2 separate regions of the Mus musculus genome follow, and region 2 is linked to region 1. Evidence: chromatin contacts called from public HiChIP or PLAC-seq data. All regions are on one chromosome and are shown on one strand. The core of a region is the stretch at or near the end of the contact, and the rest is flanking DNA. Distances in the headings are between cores, read along the strand shown. Region 1 holds the start of Selenoi (selenoprotein I). Region 2 overlaps Drc1 (dynein regulatory complex subunit 1).

Evidence for each region. HiChIP or PLAC-seq counts read pairs in DNA pulled down with a chosen protein or histone mark.
Region 2: a contact with region 1 is called in a BATF HiChIP or PLAC-seq map of CD8 T cells, with 9 read pairs. The contact joins the enhancer-like site here to the promoter of Selenoi in region 1. A contact is called at or near these places in 9 of 39 promoter capture datasets (the C10 cell line, the HPC-7 cell line, cancer-associated fibroblasts and 6 more), 8 of 15 datasets of contacts at CTCF or cohesin (CD8 T cells, the NIH/3T3 cell line, embryonic stem cells and 4 more), 6 of 484 Hi-C or Micro-C datasets (bone marrow-derived macrophages, embryonic stem cells and reprogramming fibroblasts), 49 of 115 datasets of contacts at active chromatin or transcription factors (the 230-238 cell line, CD8 T cells, DN3 thymocytes and 38 more) and 3 of 9 other capture datasets (adipose tissue, liver and pancreatic islet).

Annotation. Positions count from the first base shown.
Region 1 is chr5:30,228,142-30,235,464 of GRCm38.p6, forward strand. It overlaps Selenoi (selenoprotein I), which reads left to right and starts at 4,440. Exons shown (of 10, transcript NM_027652.3): 1 at 4,440-4,674. The coding sequence starts at 4,618.
Region 2 is chr5:30,351,289-30,358,611 of GRCm38.p6, forward strand. Drc1 (dynein regulatory complex subunit 1) reads left to right here. Exons shown (of 17, transcript NM_001033460.4): 8 at 3,851-3,990; 9 at 4,324-4,458; 10 at 4,977-5,209; 11 at 7,175-7,287. Among named protein-coding and RNA genes, the nearest start is that of Drc1, 74 kb to the left of the region's middle. Within about 2 kb of position 2,508, at least 22 of the 459 cell types and tissues checked have an H3K27ac peak or open chromatin away from gene starts, as enhancers often do. A contact at or near this core is called in the 230-238 cell line, CD8 T cells, DN3 thymocytes and 4 more, where this site is marked.

The sequences.
Region 1 (7,323 bases), core at 3,190-5,689:
CTCTGATCATTTCTGCCCATGGAGCGGTTTTGGGATTGAAGGATGGCGGCCGCTAAGCCTGCATTGGTGAGAGGTCCCCCAAGCTCCCGACAAACCCTGAGCCAGTCTTGTAAGCCTTTGTTCTTTCTTGGGGCTATGGCCGCTCGGCACTCCTTTGTGGCTTGCTCATAAATGAGCTGTTCTACCAGAGGTGCGGCTTGCTCTGAATCTCCAAAAATACGCTCTGCTGCCTCTGTCATTCTGGCTACAAAATCTGAGAAGGACTCCTGAGGTCCCTGGACGATCTTTGTTAGTTGTCCAGTGGCTTCACCTGCTCGGGAGAGCGCCTTCCAGGCCCTAATAGCCGTGGAGGAAATTTGGGCATAAGCTCCCCAATGGTAGTTTGTTTGATCAGCAGAATAAGCTCCCTGACCCGTTAACAAGTCAAAAGTCCAATCTCTCTGCTCTGGAGTCAAAGCAGCTGCGTTTGCTCGGGCCTGCGCTTGTGCAGCCTCTTGCCATAGAGCTCTCCATTCCATATATTTGCCCATACTAGGGAGAGCGGCTTTTACAATCGTTTGCCAGTCGGCAGGAGTTAGTGCCATGTCGGCAAGCCTGTCTAACTGCACCAAGGTAAAATTAGCATTGGTTCCATATTTACGGACCGACTCGGCAAGCTCTTTAATCTGCACATATTCTACCGGAGCGTGGACACGCCCACCCTCGGCTCCTTCAAAGACCGGAAATGGCTGTTGTATTTTCCTTTGTTCCTCTCTGGGAATGAATGAGTCTGCGCATTGCCTCTCTGCGCAGGGCTGACGCACTACGCAGGGCGGGGGCTCCGCATAGGGCGGAAGTGCACCTTGAAGCCGACTGCCCGGAGGCCAAGCAGCAAACTGGCCTTCGCCAGCCGCTTTTGGCTTTTTCCTTAACTGATTAGCTAGCACTTTATCTGGCTGGTACCCTTTTCTCTCATAATGAGCTGCTTCCTCCTCCAAGTCTGTTTCTTCAGAGGAGAATTCTTCATCTGCTTCAGAGCTACTAAGAGCTGGCTCCTTGAGCTCATCTAGTGATGAGTATAGGCTCCTTCTCCTAGAGACCTCCGCTAATTGATCTTTTTTTTTTTCTTTTTTCTTTTCCTTCCTTCTAATCTCTCCCCAGGTATTCTTACCTGACCTAAACTTTTCCTCGGGTTCAAGACCCTTGGAAAGGCCTGTATACTTATTTTGTGAACCATATTTCCTCTTTGCTCCTACTCTCTCTCCCCGCTTTACTTCTGATAGATTGCCCTGAATTTCATCCAGAATTTTTAGCCCTACCTTAATCACTTGATAACATGTGAAAAAGAACAAAAAGGCTCCTAACACTAGAAAAAGTTCAAGGCCAAACATACCTTGTAAAGCTATTTCCCACTTTACTTCTGATAGACTGTCTTGAATTTCGTTAGAAAGTTTAAGACCAGACTTACCTTGTAAAGCTGTACTCACTGGTACCCCTGTTCCCCAGCTGAAGAGTTCTGAATTCATGCAGTTGAATCCTTCTCAACAGTCTGTTTTATGGGAACACTTCATTACCATGACCCGCAGTTCTGGTTCTGGAATGAGGGATCTTCCTTGCGCCGGTGATGGTTAACTCCCGTCCCGAGTTTTCTTGTCCTGGGTTTTTTCGTCCTGGGTTCTTTCTTCCCGGATTTCGGCACCAACTCTTACACGCGTTCACGCGACCGGCCAGGAAGAACGCAACAAACCAGAATCTTCTGCGGTAAAAACTTTATTATTTACATCTTCAGGAGCAAGAGTGCAAGAGCCCCCCAAAAGCAAAAACGAAACCCCGTCCCTCTTAAGGAGAGTTATCCTTCGCCTAGGACGTATCACTCCCTGATTGGCTGCAGCCCATGGCCGAGTTGTCGTCACGGGGAAGGCAGAGCACATGGGGTGGAGAACTACCCTTGGCACATGCGCAGATTATTTGTTTACCACTTAGAACACAGCTGTCAGCGCCATCTTGTAACGGCGAATGTGGGGGCGGCTTCCCACAAGAGACCTTAAGGTCTGGCAAGATGGCTTAAAGGGTAAAGGCACTTTGGTGCCAAGCCTGATAACATAAGTTAGATTCCCCACAACTCACAAGTTGGGAGGAGAAAATCAACTGTGGAAAACTGTCTTCTGATCCATCCATGCTCACTCTCCCCCACAAATACATGTTATTAATTAAAAAAAAAAACTGGGGCAAAGTGAAATTGAATTGTTGAAGATCCCTCAGATAACAAGTATAAGATGACAAAGGCCAGACAAAGTTCTGTATTATTTCTGTTTAAGATCTCAGGATTTATAATTGATTCTAAGTTTTAACAACCATCCACACAGGAGAGGCAGTGAACCGCAACTACTCGCTGTCACAAAATTTAAAGCTGTGGGGCTGGAGAGATGGCTCAGTAGTTAAGAGTGCTGACTGCTATGCAGAGAGGACCAGGGTTCCTCCTGAGCACCCACGTCCTGAAGCTCACAACCGCCTCTAACTCCAGCTCCAGGGACACGAGATGGCCCCGGTCTCCTCAGGCACCTATACTTACGTGCACATACTCACACACATAATTAAAGGTAACAAGAGTCCTTTAAAACATTCAAAATTGTTCTTTAAAAAAATATTTCCTAGATTGCCTTTGGGGCAGGAGGATCATGAGTTTAAGTCAACATTGGCTACAGTGATTCTTCTTACACCTCAGCTCTCCAGAAAGCTGGGATTGTAGGGGTCCACAGCCACACTCAGCTCTGGTAGGGTGGTAATGGGGAAGGGACTGGTAAGGGTGGGTGGGACTGGGAAGAGAGGAGGGAGGGGGGTTGTGAGCCGATGTAAAGTGGATAATAAATGTGTAGCTCATGTACTGTTATTAGTTTGCAGTTGTGTAAGTTTTTAAAAAATTACTTTTTATTTTACACGTATGGGTGTGTGTTTGCCTGCATCCTGTGCATGCAGTGTCCTTGAAGGCCACAGGAGGGCATCAGATTCGCTGGAACTGGAGCTACAGATGGGTGTGAGCCACCTCTGGGAGTTGAACTCAGGATCTCCAGAAGAGCAGTCATTACTCTTAACGGCTGAGCCATCTCTCCAGCCCTATCCTGTCACTTTTAAATGTTTTTCCACAAGTAGTTAAAGTATTTTAAGTATGGTTTGTATTTCAGATGGAATGGTGCAAGGCTCATATTAAAAAAAAATTGATGACAAGATTCTTTTTGTCATATTTATATTGACTAGAAAAACTACATAGCAAAGATTTTATGTTGGTTTAATGGACACTTTATATGCATCATCTCATTAAGAACTGTACATTTTAGAGGTGGGTGTGGTGGCTCACACTTGATATTGATAATATTGTCATGAATCTGAGGTTAGTCTGGGCTGAATAGTGAGTTCCAGGCTAGCTAGGAGCTGGTATGGGATCCTGTCTCAAAAAAGCCGGAAACTGTGCTTAGCATATCTTAGGTCCTGACAGCAATTTGTTAAGTGAATGACTCCAAGGAACTTAAGTGGAGATTTCAAATTAATTGCCCTCATTCCAGGGAACAAGGGAACTATTAGACTCACTGATAATCTGTTTCTAATAGGGCTATATTTCTAATTGGGCTAACCATTTCCAACCAAATAAGTGCTTCTGGATAGGCATTGTAATTTGAATTTCTTGCTGGTACTGGAGAATACACAACTCCGGACTGTGTGCTAAGGGAAATGGGGCAAATGCCTCTCATCTCAAAGTTAATGGGTTGGCGATGATGTATGCAAAATTCTCTGCACGTAAGGCACGCAATAAAAAGTAGCAATTATTAAACATTTCCTATTATTAGACACATATTAACCACTGGTGACGTGTTCTTTCTACAATGCACTGGGCCCTAGTTGTAAAATCACTCCTTGTAAACACAGGGCCCCGTCGAGATTGAGAGATCAATGGTTTTATGGGGGAATCGAGGAGACTTAAGCAATTGGAATTCGCACCGGCTGAACCAGTGGAATTTGACGAGGCAGTCCAAGGTTCACAAGCATCATGGATCAGAAGGGACTGATTTTCAAGTCCCTTTGGATTACTCGATGTTTCCCGTTCGCCCGACATCATCATTTCAGGATCCCGAAGCTCCAGGCGCTCACAGCCCGCTGTGGCACACACCTGCCTCCGCCCTTCCCCTCGAACGCCCCCGTACACACTCACCCGGGCCACAAGATTATGCGAGCATCCCACACAATCACTCGGGGTTCCTATAGCAGAGACAAGAGCAAAGGCTGCTGGGAAGTTGACCTTTCACTCCTCCTCTTACTTCAGTTCACCTATTTTGACTCTGGCAAATGAAGCGACGAAGACGGTAGGAGGGGCGGGACTTGGCGATGGCCATCCCGTGCCGATTGGATTGAGGCGGTGCTGGGGGCGGGCCGTGTAAGGGGCGGTGTCCCTACCCGCGGGAGCCGCGGGGCTGCGCTTGCGCACTGGGTGCGCTACGCGTGCGCGGTGGGCGGAGCGCGCCTCTACCTTCTTTACCAGCCCAGGCTTTCCTAGCTCTGCACAACGCCGTGTGCTGCTCCTGTTTCATTGCCCTGTCGCGCAGTGTCGCTGCCGCTGCGGAGTGGGCGTTCAGTTTTCGGGTCGTCATGGCTGGCTACGAATACGTGAGCCCAGAGCAGCTGTCGGGCTTTGACAAGTACAAGGTAGAGAAGGCGAGCAGGCGGTCGCCCATCTCCCCCGCGCCCGGGCCGCGCCCTGGCCGGCGAGGGGCCGGCGCGGTCCGTGTCACCTTGCGCCTGCCGCGTGGCGCGCCGGCGGGCGTTGTTGAAGGGGATTCTGGGGGCGGGAGGTCGCGGTCGGGAAGCTTGGGAGCATCCTAGGCCGGCCGCCCGGTCTTGGCACCCCGCGGGAGACTGCCTTTTCCTTAGAGAGTGGGGTGAAGAAATTCCTTTCTCTCCTTTTCCTTATTAATTGTCACTGCGGCGGGTTTTCAGCCTTTCCCAGAGAGGGTGTTGTTCCCTTCTTTTGGTCGTCGTTTGAATGAGCTTCTCACATGCCTCTCAGTGCTTACAACTTCAGAGATCTGGATGGTCTTTTAGCGGATGCTAAGGGAGGGAAGTGACTTTTTCAGGCCTTAATGCAGATGCACTCCACCCTACCCCTGGAAAAGGGCTTTCACTGAGGCTCGTAGCGCTGGCACTGCAGGTTAAGACGTTGTGCACTAGAAGAAACTGTATAGTGCAAAGAGCGCGCGGGCTTTGGAGTACATAGAAACGCGATGCCAAAGTCAAGTTTCTTCTTTTGGCTTTGGACGAGTCGTTGAAACCCTACTCAGCCTCTCTTTTAGGCTCTTTAGCCTAAGTGTGAGTTTCTCTTGTGCTTAGTATATTGGAAAGGGTTGAAAAGAGTCTGGCACGGCATGAACCCCCAAGAAATGCTGGTGGTTCCAGCATTCTGGGGTTGCAAAATACAGATTTAGTAGTCCCCCCAGGGAACTACTGGCCATCCAGGTGTCTTAATGTGAAATAATGAGGTTTGGTGTTTCATCTTTGGTAAGCCTTTCTTGAGGGCAATCTGTTCCTTTATGAAATTAGTGTGTGCCGAATAGAATGTCCAAATGATGAGGCTAGTCCTGTGGGTAGTAGTCATCCAGGAAACATTTGTGCAATGAATTAATATTTTGGGGGGAAAAATCTTCATTTTGTTTAACTGAAATAGAAAAAAAAAAACCCAGGGGCTTTAGAAGGCCCTAGGATATTCTTCTTTGAAGCAGTGTTGGACCATACTATTCTGAATTAAGGTGGTGACTTACCTTAAAACTGTAACTGGGAAGGAAGAAATTGCAGAGCTTTCTTAGTGGCTTGGGTCAGAAGGCTGTTAACCCAGATACCTCCTGTGTGTGTTTGCATCACCCTCTTGGTTATCTGTGCTGCACTGCAAAGATTGGCAGCCAAAATATTTTCTTCGAAAATGAGTCTTGACTTTTAGAGCAAGTTTTTATAAAGTGGCAGCTTTATTCAGTGAGCCTAGTTTTCCTCACCGTCTTCTCTAGGTTTATAGTCCCAGCTAGATAAAAGTCTTATTTTATCGGACATCTCGGTGTGGTTTTCTGTGGCTGTCCCTTCCTTATCTGACTCAGCTCCTGTGTTTGACAACCGGTTTCCTATCGTTCTGGAAAACAAAGGTCAGTTTTGCAATCGTCCCAGCAGTCACTAAAATGTTGATGTTATTCTAGTTACAGTGAGGCTTTTTTTGGAGGCGGGATCCAAAATCAATCACAAATGTATAACCTTAAATTCTAGTAGAAGGCTCTCTGCTGGATGCCATACCACATTCATTTTAAAAGAATGAAACAGAGGCATCCAAAGGGAAAGAAAAATCTGTGTGGTCAGTTTTGTTGGCACGTGAAATTGCACACAGAGATCCTTTCTTTCTCATTGCCTTCTCATTGTGTGGTCTTCAGAGAGTACATGCTTTATAACGGATTAAGACACCACCCCCAAGCATGCAATCAAAATACTTAAAGAGGTTTTAATCGGGTGTGACCTTTTATAACAGAGCAAAAAAATACAGAGAAAAGAAATGACACTCCTATACCAGCTGGTGGAAAAAATTACTTTTGAACCAGTTTAATTTTTCTATCTTTCCTAGAGGTACATTTGAGAGCTACACGTGGAAACCTGGCACTTGCATATAGTAGCTGCTGAGAGGGGTGCACACAGAGAGGTAATTAGGTTTCTGTAGTAAGAAAGAGGTGATTTCCAGTACAGAAGAAAGCCTGGGGTGGATTCAGTTTTATATACTCTCAATACGTACGTCTTCTGGTGAAGTGTCTAACACAGTCCTATTCAGTAGTTAGTTTAATAATTGCTGGTGGTGTGTTAGGACAGGAGCTCTAGGTGGGCAGGGCTGATAGCTGTCTCGTTCAACATGATCAGTGTCTCCACAGTATCTTGAGCTGAAGAGATGCCCAGAAAATACTGAAGGAATGAAGATGGAAAGGAATAGAAGGCATTTTAATTAAGTCTGGTAGTAGGAGCTCTGTGCAGGGGTGCTGGAAGGCTTCTTTTGAATTTTCACTTTGAATATGATGAGCTAATTTAGAAGTACAGTTGTTCTGCTCCATTGCTTAATAAGGAGCTCAGACAGTTATGTTGAAGTATTCCAATTTGTAAGGTTCATCGTTCCTCGCTGTTTTCCATTTTCCTCTTGTTCGTAATGGACCGATACATACTGCTGAAAGACTCCATGCTTTAATGGTTTTTGTTTTTGTTTGTTTTTTCGAGACAGTTTTTTCTCTGTATAGCCCTGGCTGTCCTGGATCTCACTCTGTAGACCAGGCTGGCCTCGAA
Region 2 (7,323 bases), core at 1,258-3,757, 120 kb after region 1:
AGTCTCAAGTTAGCCCAGGCTGGCTTTGTGACACCCCTGCCTTAGCCTCTGGAGTAGCTGAGGTTGTAGCCTATGCTACTAGGCCCAGCTGGCCCGTGCTCACTTAAAACTGTGAGTCCAGTTCTCACTGAGAGCTGCTGTCTTTAATACTAGGATGTTAATCACACAACACTGAACATGTGCCAGGACAGTGGCTGGGGAATGGAGTCAAGGATGCGATATCCCAGGGCAAATGCCTGTATCCCAGACATTACAGGGTGGAAGAAAAAGGATTAGCAGTTCTAGGTCATCTTTGGCTACATAGGGAGCTGAAGGCCAGCCTAGGCTCCATGAGACCCTTCTCAGAAAACAAGCAAATAAGCAACAATAATCTATGCTTAATATATATCAGTCAAGGATGGCTGGGTTGAGACTAAAACCTGAGCTGACTGACAGTTGGACACTGGTGTTAAAAGTTTGTTAAACATAGAGAGGAAACCAACAATCTGCTGCATAATCATGTCACTGTGCCCTGCAGACGTGGATTGTGGGAGACACAGTCTTCTGTGAGTTGTGTAGGATTTTGGGCTACACTGTCAACAACCCCCATATGCTGCTGCCTCTGGGATCCCAGTGGGAACTGTCTTGCATCTGAGATCTGGTGAAGCCCAATGGGCTGGGGTGGTGTTGTACACTCAGGACACTGGCTGTGCCCAAGGCATCGGTCACTGCCACTGGCATGACAGGCTGCTGATAGATGCTGTATGGGGGCTTTGCTTATAGAATCAGCATATTATTAAATTTTTCCAGATTGAAAAAGAAAAACATGACCCAAGTCGTTCGGCTCCAAGGTTTCTGCACTGTGTTCAGTGAAGTGAGACACTGGAAGTGGTTCACGATGCTAACTGTGGTGCCCAGACAGCTATGGGTTAAGAGCGCTTGCTGCTCTGTGGAAAGCTGGGCTTGGTTCCCAGCATCCCACATGGTGGCCACAGTTTCCTGGAATCCAGGCTGTGGCCTTCACCTGCACGTGGTACACATACATACATGCACTCACTCACACATACACATTAAAAAAGTGGTACTGGAAGTGTTCCTGTGTGTGTGTCTGTCTGTCTGTGTGCACTCACATGTGCCAGTGCATCATGGTGTAGGGATAGATACCAGAGGATATGTAGGACCAGAAATGACTTCCAGAAGTTATTTCTCTCTTTCTTTCCATCACCCCTTAAACATATCTTAAAGGATGGCCATATGTACAGGTCCTGGATTTTTTAAAAAACGAAGGTGCCTTAGTTAGGATTTTCCTGCTGCGAACAGATACCATGACCACCAGGGCAACTCTTTTTTTTTTTTTTTTTTGGTTTTTCAAGACAGGGTTTCTCTGTGTAGCCCTGGCTGTCCTGGAACTCACTCTGTAGACCAGGCTGGCCTCGAACCCAGAAATCCACCTGCCTCTGCCTCCCAAGTGCTGGGATTAAAGGCGTGTGCCACCATGCCCGGCCCCAGGACAACTCTTATAAGGACAACATTTAATTGGGGCTGGCTTACAAGGTTCAGAGATTTAGTCCATTATCATCAAGGTAGGAGCATGGCAGCATCCAGGTAGGCATGGTGCAGGAGGAGCTGAGAGGTCAACATCTTGTTCGGAAGGCAAACAGGAGAAGACTGGCTTCCAGGCAGCTGGGATGAGGTTCTTAAAGCCCACCCCTACAGTAACACACTTTCTCTAGCCAGGCCACACCTACTCCAACAAGAGCACACCTCCTAATAGTGCCACTCCCTGGGCCACCATATTCAAACCATCACAGAAGGCAAAATATATTTTTAAATGTACATTGGAAAATAATTTTTTTGATAAATCTTCCTTTAAGAATGATATTTGCATGTGATAATTTGAATGCAAGGATCACATGCTCATTGTAGTATGGATATAAACACATGCTGTGGCTTGAGAGGTTTGGAGAGTGCTGACCTGTCTCACTGCAGAGTTGTGGGGAGCACAGGGGCTGTCGGGACACCACCACACAGACACTCTGCACTCTCTGTCCCAGAGAGGATCAGAAGAGCCACTGTTGTCACCTCTAGTTCCAAGTGGCTCCAGAGGCCTTCCACTCTGTGTGGTCATGCCTTTCTTCATGTTAACTCATCCAACATGGAACTTTTCTCCTGGACTTGTGTGCTGAGCTATCTCACTGGTCCTTGGCCAGCCCCTGAGCACACGTGGCTTGGGTTCTGATCCAGACTCCTGGGCTATGCCCCAAAAGGTCGTGTTTGGAATGTGACTGGTTTCCATCAAAGACAAAAGAATTGTTCTCAGGAGCCACACTGAACCAAACCAGGTCATCACACCTGAACTAATCCTCCCCTGAGCATCTTCCATGGGTCCTTTGGGCTCTTGTTTCTTGTTAGAACTCTTAACACCAAATGTTAGATGTGGTCGGAAGAGGAGATGTAGGCCCTGGCAGCTCCCTGCCTGTCTGTCACACCTGTGTCTTCTCTGAGGCTGTTCTGAAAGGAGCTCAGTGCTGACAGGGCGTGGTGACAGGGGTGGGTGGGGACAGGACTCCCCACCTGTGGAGCACAAACCACACACTGCTCTTGGCAAAGCCAGTTTTCTGAGAACCTTGGACCTAATCATTTCACTTCTAAGAAATAAGACGTGCTGGGTGGTGGTGGTGTATGCCTTTAATCTCTGCACTCAGGAGGCAGAGGCAGAGGGGCAGAGGGGCAGAGGGGCAGAAGAAAGACAGAGAGAGAGAGAGGCAGAGGCGCAGAGGTGTGCAGAGAGGGGCAGAGAGGGGTAGAGAGGGGCAGAGAGGGGTAGAGAGGGGCAGAAAGGGGCAGAGAGGCAGAGGCAGGTGGAACTCTGTGAGTTTGAGGCCAGCCTGGTCTACAGAGCAAGTTCCAGGACAGCCAGAGGTACACAGAGAAAAATTGTCTTGAAAAAGAAAATTAAAGAAAAAAAAAGGAGAGGAGAGGAGAGGAGAGGGGAGGGGAGGGGAGGGGATGGGAGGGGAGGGGAGGGGAGGGGAGAGGATTCGAGGCAGGGTGTTAGGAGGTTGTTTGGCGAGGGAGTGCTTGCCTAGCAGGCAATAAGCCCATGGTTCAATTTTTGGGGTGTATTTGTAGAGATTGTGTTTGGCATGGTGACTCATGCCCATAATTACAGCTCTTGAGAGGCTGAGGCAGGTGAATTCCTATGAGTTTCAGGCCAGCCTGGCCTAGGTAGTGAATTTTAGGTTGTCATAGGCTGCATGTTATATGTGTAATTTATACTAGCATTATTTTATAGTAGTGAGAATGATCAAACAGCAAACACAGCTATAGGGAAGTGGTAAACATTGTTATATGGTGAACAGCTATTTACTATGTGATTAAAGAATATGTAAGATTATTTTATACTTTTACTAATAACATTTTTTGGGATTAGTAACAGTATAAAAGAATTTTACCAATATAGAATTTCCTCATATTACTTAAAGTATTTGTATTTTATTTTCAGTTATGTATGTGTGTGTCTGTGTGTATGTGTGTGTCTAAGTCTCTGTGTGTCTGTGTGTGTGTTTGCCTGTGTGTATGTATCTGTGTGTGTCTGTGTGTGTATGCCTCTGTGTGTGTATGTATATGTGTGTGTCTGTGCGTGTGTGTGTCTGTGTATGTGTCTCTGTGTGTGTATGCCTCTGTGTGTGTGTCTCTGTGTGTGTGTGTCTGTGTGGATACATGCATGTGAGTGGTGGCCAGAGGCGTTAGACTGCTGCAGAGCTGGGCTATGCATGTATAGATGTGTGTATTCATGCATGTATGTGTGTACCTATGCATGTAGACATACATGCGTGTATTGTGTATTTACTTTTAAAATTTACACCAGATTCTTGAGCAACAGCTTCAGCAGATGAAAGCAACTTACCAGCTAAACCAAGAGAAGCTGGAGTACAACTTTCAGGTCCTGAAGAAGAGAGATGAAGAGAGCACAGTGATCAAGTCCCAGCAGAAGAGGAAACTGAACCGGTGAGCCGGAGTGTGGGTGGGGAGTGGGCGGGCCAGTGGTGAGTTGAGGGGAGTGGTGAGTGGGCAGGCAGGTGGTGAGTGGGTGGGGAGTGGGGAGTGGGTGGGCGGGTGGCAAATGCCCGGGTGAGCAGGTGGTGAGTGGATGGGCGGGTGTTGAGTGGGTGGGTAGACCGGCTTGCTTTCTGGACCTTTTGTGGTGGCCCCCAGGCATGGGTAAATGGTTTTTTCTTCTGAAGGGGGAGAAAAAGTCAGGCCATGGTGAGAGGGGACAAGCGCGAGGGGTCACCTTCATCCAGTGGGCTCAGCTGCCCCACTCTGCTTTCCTCCTCTCAGCCTGCACGATGTCGTCAACAATCTGAGAACAAAATACACCAAGCAGATACGGCAGTTTCAGGATGACAACCAGTCCCTGACCTCCGACTACAAACGGCTTGTGACGCAATTCAAGGACCTACAGAAAGCCTTGAGGTGTCCTGGCGATTGAGTCTTTAGGACCTGCCTTGGACGGGTGGTGGTGGTTGGGAGGGCGACTTGGCAGGGGCTCAGTAGCAGTGATTTCACTAGACATGAGCTCAGCAGCTTGTTTTGAGCCAGCCCAACGCTTAGGACCTTCTCGTGTGTGTCACTAGTCCACCCTATTCCTTGTTGAGACAGCTGCATATTATCCCAGGCCGGGTGTTGGGGATTTGAGATTCTTCTTAATGTTCTCATCCTATTAACAACTGGGGGCACTGCGGCTAAGACACCGCTGCTCCAGTCTCCAGCATGTGACAAAGTGACACTCATAAGGGATGACATCAGAGCTAAAGTCATAGGAAGGTCACTCTGCTAGAGAGCCAGCCAGAACAGGGTGTTCAGAAAGGTGGCAGAAGACAGTCCCTCGGAAGATGGGGGGGGGGGGGGCGACACCCATAGCTCACAGGACTGAGAAGGCCGGGGATTGCTGAGGTCAGCTGCTGTGCTCAGTGCCTTCCCTTCCTTCACAGACACTTCATCATCATCGATGAGGAGAAGTTTCGGGAGATTTGGCTGATGAATGAAGCAGAGGCGAAGGAACTGGCACAAAGAGCCTTTGATGTGGACAGGATCATCCATTCCCAGCACCTGGGCTTACCCTGGAATATGCCTGACTTGTGGTTCCTGAATAACGTGGGGCCGATTTCCCTGCAGCAGCAGAAGTCAGTCACACAAATACTGGAGGAACTGCTGTTGCAGACAGGTGACGAGAAACGGAGTCAATAAGGTGTAGCGCGGAGGGTCCCTCTGAGAGTGTAGGTCAATGCGCTCATGTTACATGGGGACAGCAGGGGAGATGCTCAGTACTGAACCAGTGAGAGGGTTCAGCGGGTAAGGGAGCTTGCCGCCAAGCTTGACTCTCTTGAGTTCAAACCTGAGAACCCACATGATAGAAGGAGAGAACTGACCTCTGACCTCCACACATGTGGGCTCCCACGTACAATAAATAAAAACATACTCTTTCCCCTCAGTTATTTTGTTTGTGGTACCCAGCGCCTCATACACATTAGGCACACTCTGAAGTTCAATTGCCCATTATCTTACTGTCGCAAACACTGGCTTCCTTTCCACATGGACTGTGTGCCCGAGCTCCCTCCGACAGCCCTCTGACCAGCCCTGAGCTCTTTGCAGTTGTGTGTTTACTTTGGGGATTGTGTGTGCGCCTGAATGAATAGACTTGCTTGTTTGTCTTTTCATTTTCTTTGTTGGATAGTGGTTGGTACAGATCGCCCCAAGTAGGTTTGTTGGGTTATCGGCTTTTGTTATCTTGTTGGAAATTACTACACAGATATGTGGTCATTTCCATATTCTCAGCAGTGTATCCTATCTCCAACTCTCAGAATCTCTCATGTGGCCCACACTGGCCTCTCAAACTCCAAGTAGCCAAGGCTGGCCTTGAACTCCTGACGCTCCAAGTTCTAGGATTACAGGCATATGCCAGCCCATAGATATGATCATGTTCTTTGAATAACCGTCCTCACACGGCAGGATTTCTTCAACACTCAGACATGGGTGGCCACAGGGAGGCAGCAACAGGCTCATTAGCTCAGTCTTGAGTAATACATGACTTTTAAAAGTATTTATTTATTTATTTATTTATTTATTTATTTATTTATTTGTGTGTGTGTGTGTGTTTGCACGCCAACGCCACAGCACATATATGGATCAGAGGACAACTCGCAGGAATTGGTTTTCTCCATTCACCACGTAGGTCCCAGGGACCTAGGTTAGGCTGTCAGACTTAGCGGCAAGCATCTTTAGTTACTGAGACATCTTACCAGCCATTACAGGAGGATTTGAACTCCCATTTTCTGATTAAAAGTTAACAGGGTAAAACATTTTTAATTTTTTAAATTGTATTTTCTCTTTTTTTTCTTTGTGTATTTTTTTCCTTCTTTTAATTACAAAAATGATGTGTGAGTATGTGCTACACGTGTGAGCCTGAGGAGGCCGGAGGGTGGCATTGGGTCTCCTAGAGCTGGAGATACAGGCGACTGTGAACTGGCAGATGTGGGTCCTGGGAACTGAACTCATGTCCTCTGCAAGCACAGTCAGTGCTCTTAACTTTGGAGCCGTTTTTCTATCCCTTTTAATTTTAAAGTTTTGTTGTTGTTGTTTTTATTTGTTTGTTTCTCATTACAGGTGGTTGAGAACCACCATGTGGTTGCTGGGATTTGAACTCATGAAGAACAGTCAGTGCTTTTAACTGCAGAGCCACCTCACCAGCCCCCCCCCTTTAATTTTAAAAGAAGTTGTGGTTCAGTTGCTGTTAGTATGCCTCTCGGAGGCAGCCATTTTGTCCTTTTATTTGGCTGCTTCTAAACCCCGTGGGTTTCGCAATCTTGTAACCTGCCTGCAAAACCGTCTCCAAAATGCAAATAAATACATTGAGACTCCTGTCTCACTTCACGGCTCATAGTAGGATTCTAAGCATGAGGCCTCCAGGTAGATGAAGTTGGGAACCCACTCTCTGGGCAGGCTCTCTGGGCAGGCTCCATCCCAAATCTGGTCCCCCTGCGGCAGGCTTTGTTCTGCACTCAGAAATAGGTGGCCACTGAGAGGCAGCAGGAGGCCCATTTGCTCAGGAAAAACCACCAACTGCTTCTCAAAGTCCACAAGGACAGGATGTCACCCTCTTAACTCCCTTCTTTCCTTGACCCCCTTGTAGAGGATGAGGCCACAGAGGCAGCCATGTCGGAAGACGAGGATTACATGGACCTGCCCAATCAAATTTCAGCCAAAACCACCACAAAGGTCCTGATGCTCCTGTGTGATGAGTCGGTAAGGCCTCTGAGGCCCTGTGGCCTGGAGCCAGGC